3 separate regions of the Anser cygnoides genome follow, and all the other regions are linked to region 1. The links are chromatin contacts, called in public Hi-C maps. All regions are on one chromosome and are shown on one strand. Each heading gives the region's core, a stretch centred on a gene start, on an enhancer-like site or on the middle of the called end of the contact. The rest is flanking DNA. Distances are from core to core; before and after follow the strand shown. Region 1 holds the start of OAZ1 (ornithine decarboxylase antizyme 1). Region 2 holds the start of MKNK2 (MAPK interacting serine/threonine kinase 2). Region 3 holds the start of MOB3A (MOB kinase activator 3A).

The links. Hi-C and Micro-C count contacts between places; a contact is called where the count stands out from the background.
Region 2: a Hi-C map of liver shows a contact between it and region 1, with 4 times the contacts expected there. The contact joins the promoter of MKNK2 here to the promoter of OAZ1 in region 1. A contact is called at or near these places in 2 of 7 Hi-C or Micro-C datasets (both in liver).
Region 3: a contact with region 1 is called in a Hi-C map of liver, with 1.5 times the contacts expected there. The contact joins the promoter of MOB3A here to the promoter of OAZ1 in region 1. A contact is called at or near these places in 2 of 7 Hi-C or Micro-C datasets (both in liver).

Annotation. Positions count from the first base shown.
Region 1 is chr27:5,545,661-5,550,058 of Taihu_goose_T2T_genome, forward strand. It overlaps OAZ1 (ornithine decarboxylase antizyme 1), which reads left to right and starts at 2,181. Exons shown (of 6, transcript XM_048077751.2): 1 at 2,181-2,380. The coding sequence starts at 2,265. LOC125184497 (a long non-coding RNA gene) reads right to left here and starts at 2,050. Exons shown (of 3, transcript XR_007168605.2): 1 at 1,780-2,050; 2 at 117-327.
Region 2 is chr27:5,341,577-5,345,974 of Taihu_goose_T2T_genome, forward strand. It overlaps MKNK2 (MAPK interacting serine/threonine kinase 2), which reads right to left and starts at 1,992. Exons shown (of 14, transcript XM_066984042.1): 1 at 1,905-1,992; 2 at 1,618-1,799; 3 at 1-56. The coding sequence starts at 1,665.
Region 3 is chr27:5,360,231-5,364,628 of Taihu_goose_T2T_genome, forward strand. MOB3A (MOB kinase activator 3A) reads right to left here and starts at 2,388. Exons shown (of 4, transcript XM_048077661.2): 1 at 1-2,388.

The sequences.
Region 1 (4,398 bases), core at 931-3,430:
AGCCACACGTAGAGAGTACGATGAAAGCACCAACATCGCATTTATTTTGTGTTCTGGGAGCTAAGTGCAGACACCTGCAGCAGGAAAAGGCTTTTTCTCTTGTACCTCTTACTTACCGTGACTCCCAGACTAGTCACTGGCTGCTGGCCAGGCTAGGCTTGTCGTCTAAGCTGCAGGAGAACAGACAATGTTTTCGTTTGGCAATACACTTTGTTCCATCACAGTCAATCAGAGCAGTTTCAGGACACAGAAGGAGGGTGGGGATTTAGACACTTATTCTTGTTCAAAGTGGAACCAATCAATGGTTTATCCATGTGCTCAGAGCTCCTGGATGGGAACATTTTAAAGCAAATAAATATAAACAACACAATAAAAATATTATATATGTATACTCAGATGCAGCTACAGTACCTGAAGGCAATAAACAGGCTTGTTGTAGCCCGGGTTGAACAAAAAAGAAAGAATACAGACATCTACATTTTTATACAAAACCATGATTTTTTTAAAAAAATCATTACAATGTATCTTTAGTAGTTTTCTTTGGCTCTATAAAAATCTTTTTTTCCACTTCATTTACAAGGCATACCTGCCCACAAACTCAATTCAGCATCATGTAAACCTTTATTTTAGCTTTCTTTCAGTGTAGGACAGTAACATCCACCACTTAGGATGTGTCCTGACTTGCACGATGTGCTTCTGGCTTGGTTTTTAGAAAGGGGCTGGTATCACCTAGTAAGCAATAGGCTGAAATGTTCAGAACGGACTGAGTCAAAGATTGGACCAGGGAATTCTCATGTATTTATTTTCGTACACATTTGACTGCTGCTTTCTTTTCAATTTAAGAAGGCGTTTACACCTGTATTGTCCAGAAGAGATCTGGGCTGTCTGAAACACTCAGCCTTTCCTTCAGACCTTGCTCTCGCAGTGGGGTGCAAAGACGCAGCTGTGCCTCGAAGCCTCGGGTTCCCACAGCGCTTGCAGGAGATCAGAAGCGCCGTGCAAGTTATCAGGGGAGCTTTACGGTTCGTCACGGGGCTCGGGGAGCAGGTTAGCGTCTGCTATGTAAATAACCAGCCTTTATTTGCTTCCTCATTGAAGGTACAGCACGAGGCTTTTTTCTGTTCAGGTTACTAAGAGTCACTACCCAGACAACTTGAAAATTATACACCGCACAGTGGCCAGAATAAAACACAAACTGAAGGTAAACGCGACGTTGCGATTCTAGCATCAACCAAGGATGGGCGCACCAAAAAGAGGTCACACTCCCGGCCTATTCCTCCTGGGACTCCCCGCCCTGTACTTGGGTGACTGGTTAATTATTTTTTTTTGACGTTTCTCTCAGCATCCAGCCTATAGGACTACAGAGAATGGCCTCAAGTTGCACCAGGGGAGGTTGAGGTTGGAAATTAGGAGGCATTACTTCTCAGAAAGAGCAGTCAGGTGTTGGGACGGGTTGCCCAGGGAGGTGGTGGAGTCACCGTCCCTGGGGGTGTTTAAGGAGAAGTTGGATGTGGTGCTTGGGGACGCGGTTCAGTTGGCGATAGTGGTGGGAGGGGAATTTTCATCTTGGAGGTCTTTTCCAACCCTAATCATTCTATTAATTCTATGATGCCCATGCAGGGCAAGCCTGAAGCCGCAGGAGCCATCCCCTTGTAGGACCTATCGGGGCCCCAAGCCTACGGGCCGCTGAGGGCACCCTCAGGGACACCGCCTCTCCCCTCCCCCCCCGCCGCGCATGCGCCAGGCGCGGCCCGGCCCCTCCCTTTCCCCGCAGTTTACCTCAGCCAGGCGGAGGCGCCGGACGCGGGGCTCGAACCGGCGTCCCTGCGATCAGCGAGGGTTGCGACACCGTACCGAAGCCTCCCAGCCCAGCCCCGCCCCGCCCCGCCAGATCCCGCCCACCCGCGGAGGCGTAGCCAATCGGAGCTCTCCGTGACTCCCAGTCTCGTCGCCTTTCCAACCAGCGCCGAACTCCTCGCGCTGTCGGCCAATAGGGAAAGAGCTCGATGTTCCGCCCCCGCTCTCCCTTTAGCCAATGGGAAGCGAGGCTTTCTAAGTGACAGTTGGGCCGTTCCCGCACGGGAGCTCTTTCCTGTTCGGGGGCGTGGTCTGCTCCGGGGGGGCGGTACCACATGGGGGGGCGTGGCCGCACAGAGGGTATATAAGGACCCACTGCGGCCGGGGTGCCATTTTGTGTAGCAGCGCCTGGAGAGCGGCCGGCGGGAGGCAGCGGAGGGTTTCGGGGTTCGGACCAGAGCGGCCGGATGGTGAAATCCTCCCTGCAGCGGATACTCAACAGTCACTGCTTCGCTAGAGAGAAAGAGGGGAATAAAAGCACCATCATGCCCGCCGTGCTGAGCCTCAGTACCGGACAGAGCAGGTGAGGGGCTGGGGCCTCGCTCAGCCTTTGCACCGCAGGGCGTTCGCCGCTGCCTCCACTCCCCCCCCCCCTCCTCCCCCGCCGGCTCTGGTTTTCTTCCTCCTCCTCCTCCTCCTCCCCCCCGGACCGGGGGCAGGGCTGCTCCGTGGTGGGGGCGGGCCCTGCGGCCTGGCCTCCTCCCCCGTAAAAGAAGGGGGGGGGGGGGGGGAGGGGAAAAAATACAAAAAAAATTACTATTGTTTCTTAATTTTCAGACGTCTAAGGCAGCGCCGTAAGGTCGGTTACGCCCCTAGCCGTGCCAGGGGACACGTCCGAGCCCCCCCCTCACACACAGCCGGGCCCGGGCAGGCGCCCCCCGAGCCCCCTCGCGGTGCCACGTTAGCGGCAGGCCCCGGCCCCGCGCTGGGCTCAGCCGAGGGGGGAAGGCTGGGGCAGGGCACCCCCGGCCCCTCGGGGGGCTGATCCGCCGTACCCCCCCCTCCCCGGCGGGGTAACGGGGGGAAAAGGCTCCTGAAGACAAAAGGCACGGCCCCCAGGGGGAGAAAAGGCAGGATTAGGCAGAGAGGGGAAAGGGCTGGAAGCTGTTAGCCCCTTACGTAAGCGCAGATATTCTGGAGAAGTAATCGAGGTGCTGAGCCTAAAGCAGAACGTAAGGCTGTTACGGGAGCTCTCAATTTAAAAGCCAACGGAAGGATTAAACAATCCTAACAGATGCTGGGGAGAAGAGATCTGGATCGGGGTGACGGGGCTGCAGTGATGGAAGCTTAGGACGTGGGTCTGCCCTGAATAAAGAGAGTGAAGAACAGACCTGGTGTGTGCATTGTGAGACCAGCCCTAGAATGCTACAGAAAGCTGTTTTTATACTTAACTGCAGGTTAAAGAGAGGTGATTTTTTTTTCAAGAGGAGTAAGATTACCCAAACATCACGAAAATATATTCTCAGTTATAAACTGTAGACAGCCTTCATTATATAGTGCTTTTCATTGGGTGAAAGGTGAAATCATAAAGGATTACTACTGCACAGTTCTGAACAAGGTGTTCAAAGGCTTATTTGTAAGGCTAATTAGGAATACGTAGATCTGCAATCATTCTGAAATAAAATAAGTAATGCTAGTATTAAAATCATTTCAGAGAGTCTAAAATAATGGATTGAACACATTTAATTGAGATTGAGCACATTATAATTTTTAGTTTAATAGCTTCATAGCCGCTGTGCTTACTAATGCCTTCTGGCATTTAATATTTGACCTATATGGCTATTCATTGCCTTTCTAATACGGATTATTCATCACAGATTCCAAGCTCATTAAAAATTAAACTCGTATGAACTGTGCAAAATGGTGGATTATTTTGTACATGTTTATTCTGATTTGCAAATGGCTGCTGGCACTCACAGACAGGACGATTGTGAAAATTTCCCTAAGGGCCTCGATTGCTGCATCTGCTGAGATGACGCAACTCAAGAGTGAGCCTGCAGGGTGAAGGATGGTGCAGAGGGAGGGGCCAGGCGGCACAGCGATTGCTGTTCCTACAGTAGAAGGCTTATTCACAGCCAAGCAGGCTTAGAGATGGGATGAAACAGCACACACAGAAGAAATGTTTCATATCTGAAGATAACATTCTTCACCTTAAACACTGAATGTGGCTAAGCAAGGTATAATTGCTCCAAAAGTCAGTCAGTAGAAAGACTTGGAGATTTCCAAATCATCAGATGTGGTCTTTAAGTTGAAACTCGAGAGCTTGCTTCTGAGCTTTGCCTGATAACATTTGAGATAGTGTCCTCTGCGAGGCTATTTAATGTAATTTTCTGACCTCAAGCCAAAAGAGCTGATGCAAAGATCTAATGTAATTAAGGCTGTATATCACAGGGAAAAACGATTTCCAGGGTGGGGAAGAAAATGGGATTTTGCATACGTGGTAGTGAAATGGTTCCTTTCTTGAGATCAGGTCAAACATACAGCTGCCATGATACAGAAGTGTACTTCATACCAAGTTGAGAGTATTTTCATCTCCAAGCT
Region 2 (4,398 bases), core at 742-3,241, 200 kb before region 1:
AAGACGGGCTCCAGGTGGTTGGACTGGTCAAACTCCAGGTCGAAGGGGTTTTGTCCCTGCGGGCGATAGGAACATGAGCGAGGTCCCCGTACAGATGTGGCCTCCGACACGCTCCTGGCCTCAGCACCCGCGCTGCTCACCCGTTCCCACAGGACCCCAGCACACTGCTGCTGCCTAAGGGAGGAGGAGGAGGGGAAGAAGGGTCTGACCATGACTCCCGATGGGGATGGTGCTGGGGCCACGTGCACCACACCAGCCCTAAATCTGGGGCAGCCAGCATCATACCCACAGGCACCTGTGACCCATGGCACAGGACCAGACCGCGGCTGACCCCCCAGCCCAAACCCTGGTGCAGGGCAGGGGAGAGGCTGCCTCCACGACCCCAAACCTATCACAGCACCCAGCGGGGACATCAGGACCCCGGCCCCCCGCTGGCACAGTGACAGCAGGGTGGCACCCGGCCGGCGAGGTGAAAAGGCAGCGGCCTCGGTGGGGTTACGAAACCTGCTCGGGCGGAGGGGGGCAGACAGCGCCCGGCTCCCAAACCCGCCCTGGTGCCAGCCCCACGGGAAACGCGGCCACACTGCCAGAAACTGCCAGTAGCAGCCTGCTGGCTCCTGGGGTGTCCTCCATGGGGGGCCGTGTGTACCCCCACACTGAAAATCCAAATCTGCAAAATGAAGAATTGCCCTGGGCTGCCAGACCCGCCCCCCCCGTGCCGTGCACCACGGCCTCAGCATCAGGGCCTCTGTGTGTGCCCCCCCAGCCTTGCCAAGCGGCACCGTGGGCAGGATGAGGTCGCCCGTGCCGGCTGCCGCAGCCTCGGCACACAAAGGTCTGGGGGATGGGGAGCGACCGCCACGCACCAGCTCCATCGCACGGCTGAGGTGTCCCCCCCGCGGCCCCGGCCACCGAGGAGGGGGTGAGCGAAAACCCAGCCAAAAGCCTTAAAAGCAGGATTAGGTGTCAGCTAAAATAACCCGGGCAGGTTGCAGATGATCTCCCGGCATCCCTTGAAGCGCTCGCAGCCAAACTAAACAAAGATCCCATGCAGCCCCGGCCCCGCGCCGAGACAAGAGGCAGCATTGAGAGCAGCGGGGTGGCCGCAGGATCCGTCCCCTCCCGCGCACCCCGACCTTGACAGCGGCCGGGATGGACACAGGGATACGGCCGGGACGGACGCGGGGGTAGGACGGCGCCCGGCCGCAGCGGTGCAAGCAGGGACGTGCGCTCCGTGCTGCCAGGATCCGGCCCTCTTGCAAGACTCTTGCACGACAGGTCCCGCCGCAGGGCCTGGTGGGTGCCGCGCTCCCACCTGTGTGCCCGGGGTGTCGCGGCCCCGTGCCGCAGCCTGACACCCCCACGGGGCTTTGGGGCACCGAGGGGAGCGGGGACGCCCGCCCCACGCCCACCCCAGGAGCTGAGCTGCGCCCCAGCACCGCAGCAGGGCAGGATCCGTCCCTCTGCGGCTCATGGGGCGGCGGTGGGACCGGAGCTTCTGCCTTCCTCCAGGTGCTTTTGGGGGCAGCGTGGGGGCGGCTCGGCCCCCCGGCAGGTGACGGGGCGTAACGCAGCGCACCGCAGCGAGCAGGATCCGGCCCGGCCCCCCCGCGTTACCTTGAAGGAGCGGTGGAACCCCTGGATTTCCGACTTCTTCTGCACCATCTTGCTGCGGGGGGGGGCGGCGGGGGGCGGCGTTGCTGGTACAAAACGAGGGGGCGAATAAAAACGGATGGGGGGGGGGGCGGGAAGGGGGGGGACGGGCAGAGCTGGAGAGGAGCCTGGGGGGTGGCTGAGACCTGCGGGGAAAGGAGGCCAAAGGGGGGGGGGGTCAGAAGGGTCTCACACCCCCCCCCCCCCTTTGCGCCCCCCCCCCCCCGGCCCCGCAGCCCCCCCCCGCTCACCGGCGCGGCCCCGCAGAGCCGCCGCTGCTGGTGGTAGCGCAGCCCGCACCGCCGCCCGCTCCGCTCCGCTCCGCTCCGCCGCCGGGGGGGGGACACGGCGCCGCCGCCCCCGCCGCTTTTATAGCCCCGGCCCCGGCCCGCCCCCACCCCCCGGCCCCGCCCCCCCGGCCCGGCCCGCCCCCCCCCCCGCCGGGACCCCCCCGCGCTGCACCCGCGGAGCAAAACAGCCCCCCCCGGGCACCCCCTGCTGCACCAGGGGCACCCCGCCGGCACCCCCTCTCCTGGGCACGGGGACTGAGCCCCCCCCGGGCACCCTGCGCTGCGCCCCCAGGGACAGGGACCCCCCAGCTGCAGGGACCCTCCCCCAGGTGCAGGGACACCCCCCCCAGGGGCAGGGACAGGGGCAGGGACACCCCCTCCTGCAGCCCAGGACGGGGGCACTGCCACGGGGGACCCCCAGGGACATGGGTGCCCCCTCCCCCCCAGGAGCCCCCCAACTCGTGCCACGAGCGGGGCCTGTGCTCAGCACCAGGCCTGCATGGGGGGGGGGGGGGAACAGGCACAGGGTCACGGCCCCCCCCCGGTCCCCACAGGCCACCGAGGCCCCTCAGTGGTGTGGGACGGGGGGGCTCGCGAGCGGGGACCTCCCAACTCCACGCTCGGTGGCACTACGGGAGGCCGGGGCTGCGTGGGTGTCCCTGCGTATGTGTGCCCCCCCCCTTGCATGTGTGGCCCCCCCCTTGCATGTGTGCCCCCCCCCCCGCTGCGTGACGCCAGCCCGAGCTGAGAACAGACGCGCTCGTTGCGCCGAGCGGCAGCGCAGGGCCCAATGGCTGCGGCACCGCGGTGCATGACTTCACCGGCCGCGCCGCGCATTGGCTGCACGCCCGCCGCCGCCGCCATTGCGCACCCAAGGGGCCCCCCCCGGCCCCGTGCTGCTGCCCCCCCAGCCCCGCAGCCCCCCGCCGTCACGCTCGCCCCCCACCCCTCTTCCTTCCTCCTTCTCCCCCTCGTCCCGTTGGGGATGTTTTGCTGCAGCCCCCAGTGCCACCGGTGCTGGCCTGGCTCGGGGCCACCGCGGTGGGGTCACGGGGCCCTCACCGCCCCGCTGTGGGCCCAGACCCTGCAAATCAGCAAAATTCCCTGCTTTTGGCAGGCCTGGGCTGCCCTTCCCACGTCCCACCCTCCAGCAAAGCAGATGGGGTGAAGCAGACACCCCAGACCTCAGACTGCTGCCCTGCTAACGAGGGGTCCCCAATTAACCCAAGCTGGTGCGGGGGGTGGGCAGGGCTCGGGGGGATACAGGGGATTTGTGGGGTTTTGTCCTCTGAGGCTTGCAGAAGGGACGGGGGATGGAGCCACGGGGTGCGCTGGCTGCTGGCACCCGTCGGGCGGTTCCGGCGCAGGCAGAGGAGCCACATGCCTCCCAAATTGCGCACGCCGCCATGTAGGTCACCGGGCCGGTAATGACAGGGTGGCAGCGCTGGCACCCGCAGCCCCAGCAGGGCCACCCGCGGGTGCCTGGTGCGGCGAGGACACCTGGGGACGCCTGGGAGCTCGCCCAGCCCATGGGGACCCATTGTCATGGGGAGCTGGAGCAGTGTGTGTGCGCTGCGTGTGCTGCGTGTTCTGCACGTGCACTGCATGTGTGCTGTGCGCACTGTGTGTGCTGCATGTGCACTGTGTGCTTAGCGTGTACTTGCTGCACATTCATTGCGTGCTCTTTGCGTGCTCACTGCAAGCTCTGTGCATGTTTGGTGCATGCTCTGTGCATGTTTGGTGCATGCTCTGTGCATGTTTTGGTGCATGCTCTGTGTGCTTGTCACGTGGCCTTTGCATGACCAATGCTTCCTGGATGCTTGGTGCACACTGTGCTTGCCACACACTCACTGCACACTCATTGCATGTCTGCACACTGACTGCACGCTGCAGTCACTGCACGCTCACTGCACGCTCGCTGCACGCTCACTGCACGCTCACTGCACACACCCTCCACGCTTGCCACACGCACTGTATGCTCACTGTTCGCTCCCTGCATGTTCCTGGGCTCACTGCACGGTCACTGCGTGCCTGCTGCATGCTTGCTGCACGCTCTCTGTGCGCTGTCTCCTGGATTCTACCTGACCCACCAAAGGCCCCAACCCACCGCCCCTTCTGGGGCCTAGAGCGATTTGGGGCTTTGGCCTGGGGGCATCCCTGCACCCCTGCTCCCACGGCTGCAGCGCTCCCGGGGGTCCAGCAGGAGGGGTGGGGGCAACGCCGGTGCCCTTTCAAACTGGAGCTGGGGTGGAAAGAAGCAGCGGAGCGCAAGGGGCTGCTTCCTCCAGCCGTGGGCGAGGTTTGCAGCCAGGCATGGCGAGAGCATCGGGGCTGGGCTGCAGGGGCAGGGAGCAAGCAGCACCCATGGGCACTGGGGGCCAGGGGGGGCCGAGCAGGACCAGGGGTGCTCCCTGCTGCAGCTTTGGTGCTGTCACCCAAGGGAGATGCATGCGCG
Region 3 (4,398 bases), core at 1,138-3,637, 190 kb before region 1:
GGGGCAGAGGGAAGGCTGCATCGCCCCGAAATTCGCCTGGGAGAGGTCAGAGGCTCCAGCACCGCCTGTCCCCACCCGGCCAGCAGCCGCAGATGGTTAAAGAGCCACACGAGAAAGTCAGCTTCTAAGGTCACCCCTTCTACTTTCCCTTCCCCAACAGGGTCAGAGAGCAGATTCTGCACTTTAAGATCTTCACTTAAAAGCCTAGGAATGACCACAGCGCAACAGGAACGTCCATTAGAGCCTGCATAATTACCGATCTGGGGCCAATTTTCCTGCCCCTTACGTGCCATCTGCATCTATTGCAACGTCAGAGGCACGGCTGTGTTGGAAGGCTTCCACGGGTTGCACTTACACAGCTTCGGCCAGATCACGGCTGCGTGTGGAGGCAGAGCTCATCTGCTGCTGGCTCCGCAGATGCTGCCTTGAGCCGACAAGCTGGGTCACGACTCCGGGAGACAGGTTAACTGCACAGACAAATATTTCTAGGATAAACCATACTCCGTGGGTGGCTGACGGCACGCTCAGAGCAGCTCTTTTCAAGGTCTGCAGGGCTGTATTTTGAAGGCGGCTCGTTCAGGAACACCTTTTGCTGCCCTTCAGCCCAGTTCTGCCCCTCACCAGGGGACTCGTAAGGGGCAGCGCGGTATTTATCGAGTCCGAGCTGTGAACTACACATTTCTTCCTGCTTTCACAGTTTCCACATGATCATCCTCACTGAGCAGGGGCATTTTTGAACCAGCAGCGGTTTCCTCTAACTTCAGGATCTGCCCGAGCGGCAGGGATGGCTGATTTGGAGCGCGAGTCCTGCCTTCGGGAGGTGTCCCCCAGGGAAGGGGCCAGGGCACGAGCTGGCCGCACGGCCAGGGCCAGTCCCACGGACAGTGCCGCTTCTCCCCACGTTAGCATCATGCTTTTAAAAGAAAGCCGTATTGTTTCCTGCTGAAAGCGGGTGCCCACGAGGCCTGCTCCTCTCCTCCACGAGGAGATGTGGCAGCGGCCCAGCACACTAACGTGTCTCCGGGCAGCAAAGGCAAGGAACAAGCCCACTGATGTGGAGCTCGAGATCACCTCAAGACAAACCACATCATAAGACCTCCTGCATACAGTGAGGAGGAAAAAAGAAAAAAAAGGCCCAGACAGCAACCCCAACGTAAGCCTGCAGTTAAGATCAAGAACAATTACGGTGGCTTTCAGCTTAGTAACGGGTCTTACTCAGCTTCTGCTTCCAACTGGAGCACGTATCGGATGGCTCCAGCTCATTTTCTGTTCCCCAGAAGCCGGAGCAGAGGCACACAGCCAGGGCCATCGTTCACCCAAATCCAGCCCCTACCTGGGCTGGGAGCTGGGGGTCTCCTGCAGCCGCTGCATGGGTGCTGGTGGCAGGGAGCAGAGGGCAGGCTCCTGACCAGCCTCACGCTGCCCTGCAAGGAGGTCTGCGCTGCCACAGGGTGGGAGGACAGCCATGCAGCCCCCAAGAGGATGGGGGCAAACACCAAGCACGGTCACTGCAGGAGTTCAGCCCAGCAGCACTCGAGCCCCGGCTGTGCAGGGCCAGACAGCACAAAGGGACACCCGTCAGCATCGCCATCTTCACCTCTTCTCAGAGAGACTAAATAACGACAAAGCGTCTACTGACTCCATCTAGACTTCTACAAGAAGTCAAAGCCACCACAGCTGGATGGATGTGCATGCTTACAAAGGTTTTCTTATGGCCTTCGTCGTCCCTGTTCCCCCCCAGGGGGGTTGTTGGGCTCCCTCCCCTCTGCTCCCCGTGCACTTGGTGTTCTCGGAGCAGCAATTCACCCAGGAGCCCTCCATCATTTCATCGCGAGCTGAGCAGCACTTTCAGCGCAGCATCAGCTCCAGAGGGAGCAAGAAGCAGCGCAAGACAGGAGTCGCAGATAACGCTGCCTCCGAGGGGCATCTGGAGAAGGGCAGACGAACGTGCAGCCTAAGGTGCATTCTTCACTGGAAGCATTAGCTGGATATTACGTATTTCTAAAGATAATCTCCTAAACCTCCAGCAAAGCTGGTTATGGATCCACTTAGAGCAGCATTTATGGCTCAAGTATCACAAAGTACCTTCCTGCCTTACAAGAAATTAAAACTCAGAAGTTGAAGGCAATTCTTCTCCCAGATCTGAACTCTTGTGGCCAGGACGGGTTAGGTTTTGCAATCTCCTCTCTGACCCCACATGCTTTCACTGCTGACAAGGGAAACATTTTTCCTCTGTGTACTGCGGCCATAGAGATCTCTGGCCCACGTACAGAGAAGCATTGGTTACAAAACACCGTTACGTCAACCTCCAGTCCGACCTCCACAAACAGAGCTAATCGTGCCACTTCGGTCTGGGTGGCACTTCACATCCCATCAACGGAAGGGCCACGTTACAGCCAAACGTGGCCACAAAAGCATCTGGCAAGCAGCTCCGTGACAGAGGCCAGCTAAGCCACAAGGGAGGACTTTGCTCGAGATGACGAGCACGCTTCAAGCTCGCCGAGCCCCAGCCGAAGGGACAGGAGAGCCCAATGTCCGTTCTGACTATGGCACAGTCAACTGTGCAACCTCAACAGGTCCGGAGAGAACCCCAGACCCTAAAAGTGAGCCAGGCACAGGGAAACTGCTCCCTGCGCAGCGTCTGGGCCCAGATCTCCTGTGCAAAGCAGGAGCATCAGTTTCTGCTTCCCCGCCACCAACCTGGCGTGAGCTCCCAGCACTCCTCTCCTCCCTTCTGGGAGTTTAAAGAGGTTCTGAGCCTGCTCGCCCTCCTGACCGAGTCAGCTTTGCAGGGACGTGACTAAGACAGAAACTGAATCTAAGACACGGAATACGGGGTCCAAGAAACGACGAGAGATAAATGCAGAGCTGGATGCGAGCCCAAAGCTCTGTAAAAGAAGCAGAGTGCAAGGACAAAGCACTGGGGACTGCGATAAACAGGTGGCTGGGGAAACTTTGCGTCTCCTAGCAAAAAAAAACAACTGCCCTGCAACTTAGCGGAACAATTCCAGACTGGAAAGGGTTTTAAACAAAGGGATAGAAATGAAGGACGCGTGGCCGCTCTTCGGGTCAGAAGGGGACCCTGCCTCTCGCTAGCACGGGGAGGCTTTCCCAACCTTCCCAACCTCCTGCGACAGGCGCCGGACACCTTCCCAGCCCTCCCCGCCCCGAGGGCTTCCTGCCCTGTCCTCTTCATCCCTCCTGGCGCGCACCCCAGATTTCTTTTAGACGGCGACAGGGGAGATTTAGGTCGGAAATTAGGAGGAAGTTTTTCGCTCAGAGGGCGGTGAGGCCCTGGCACGGGTTGCCCAGGGAGGCTGCGGACGCCCCATCCCTGGAGGCGGCTCTAGCGGGTGGGCACCCTGCCCGGAGCGGGGGGGGGGGAACCGGGAGATCTTCGAGGTCCTTTTCAACCCGGGCCGCTCTGCGGGTCTATGAGGTGATTCCGGGAAGGAGCTCGGGCGGATGCGCTGCAGGTGAGCCCGGAGCGGGCCTGGCTCCTGCGGCCCCCCCGCGGCTGAGGCGCCGGGCGGCGGGGCTGGAGGGGGGGGGAGGACCGGGAGGGAAGGAAGGAAGGGCCGGGGGGCGGCAGGGCGGAGGGCAAGGACCGGGGGGAAGGAAAGAAGGAAGGGAGGAAGGAAGGACTGCAGGGAAGGAAGGGCCGGGGGGCGGCAGGGCGGACCGGGGGACCCTCACCAGCAGCCCCCCGAGCCCCAGGGCCGGCCGGGAGGCCACGAGGCCGCCTTTCCACGCGAGAAAATAAATAAATAAAACAAACTCAAACCAGCCAAAATCGTTAGCGGAGAGCTGCAGGGGGCTCAGCGCGGCCCCGGGGACCGCCGGGCGGGGCTGGGAACCCCCCGGCGGGGCTGGGGACCCCCCGGCGGGGCCCCCTTTCCCCGGCGCTGCCCACCCCCCCCCGGCCCTCCCCCAGCCCCCCCGCACCTGGCCGGCCGCAGTTAGTCCGTGGCGGCGCGGAGGCGGCGCCCCTCGTGTGGCCGCAGCGCAGCTCCTCGCGCTCCTCCTCCGCGCGCCCCGGCCCCGCTCCGCCGGCGGCTGCCGGCACTACTTCCTCTTAAAGGGGCCGCCCCCCTCCGGCGCGGCGGGGAGGGGCCGGGGAAGAGGCCGGTTCCGCTTCGTTTTCTTTTTTTTTCACCTCGTTTTATGGGATGGGAACCCTCCTGGGGGTGAACCACTGCCGCTGTTAATGACCCTTCCAGCTTTTATTACCCTTTTTTCCTTTTTATCCTATTATCCTTTTTTTAATCTTTTTTTTTTTCTTTATTTATTTTTAATCTAGCTGTTTAAACTCCTGAGCAGAGGAACCGTTCCCGCCTCTGCCACGCCTGGAAGCTGGAAAGCGGCAGCAGCCCGGCTGCAATTCCCAGAGGAAATTCC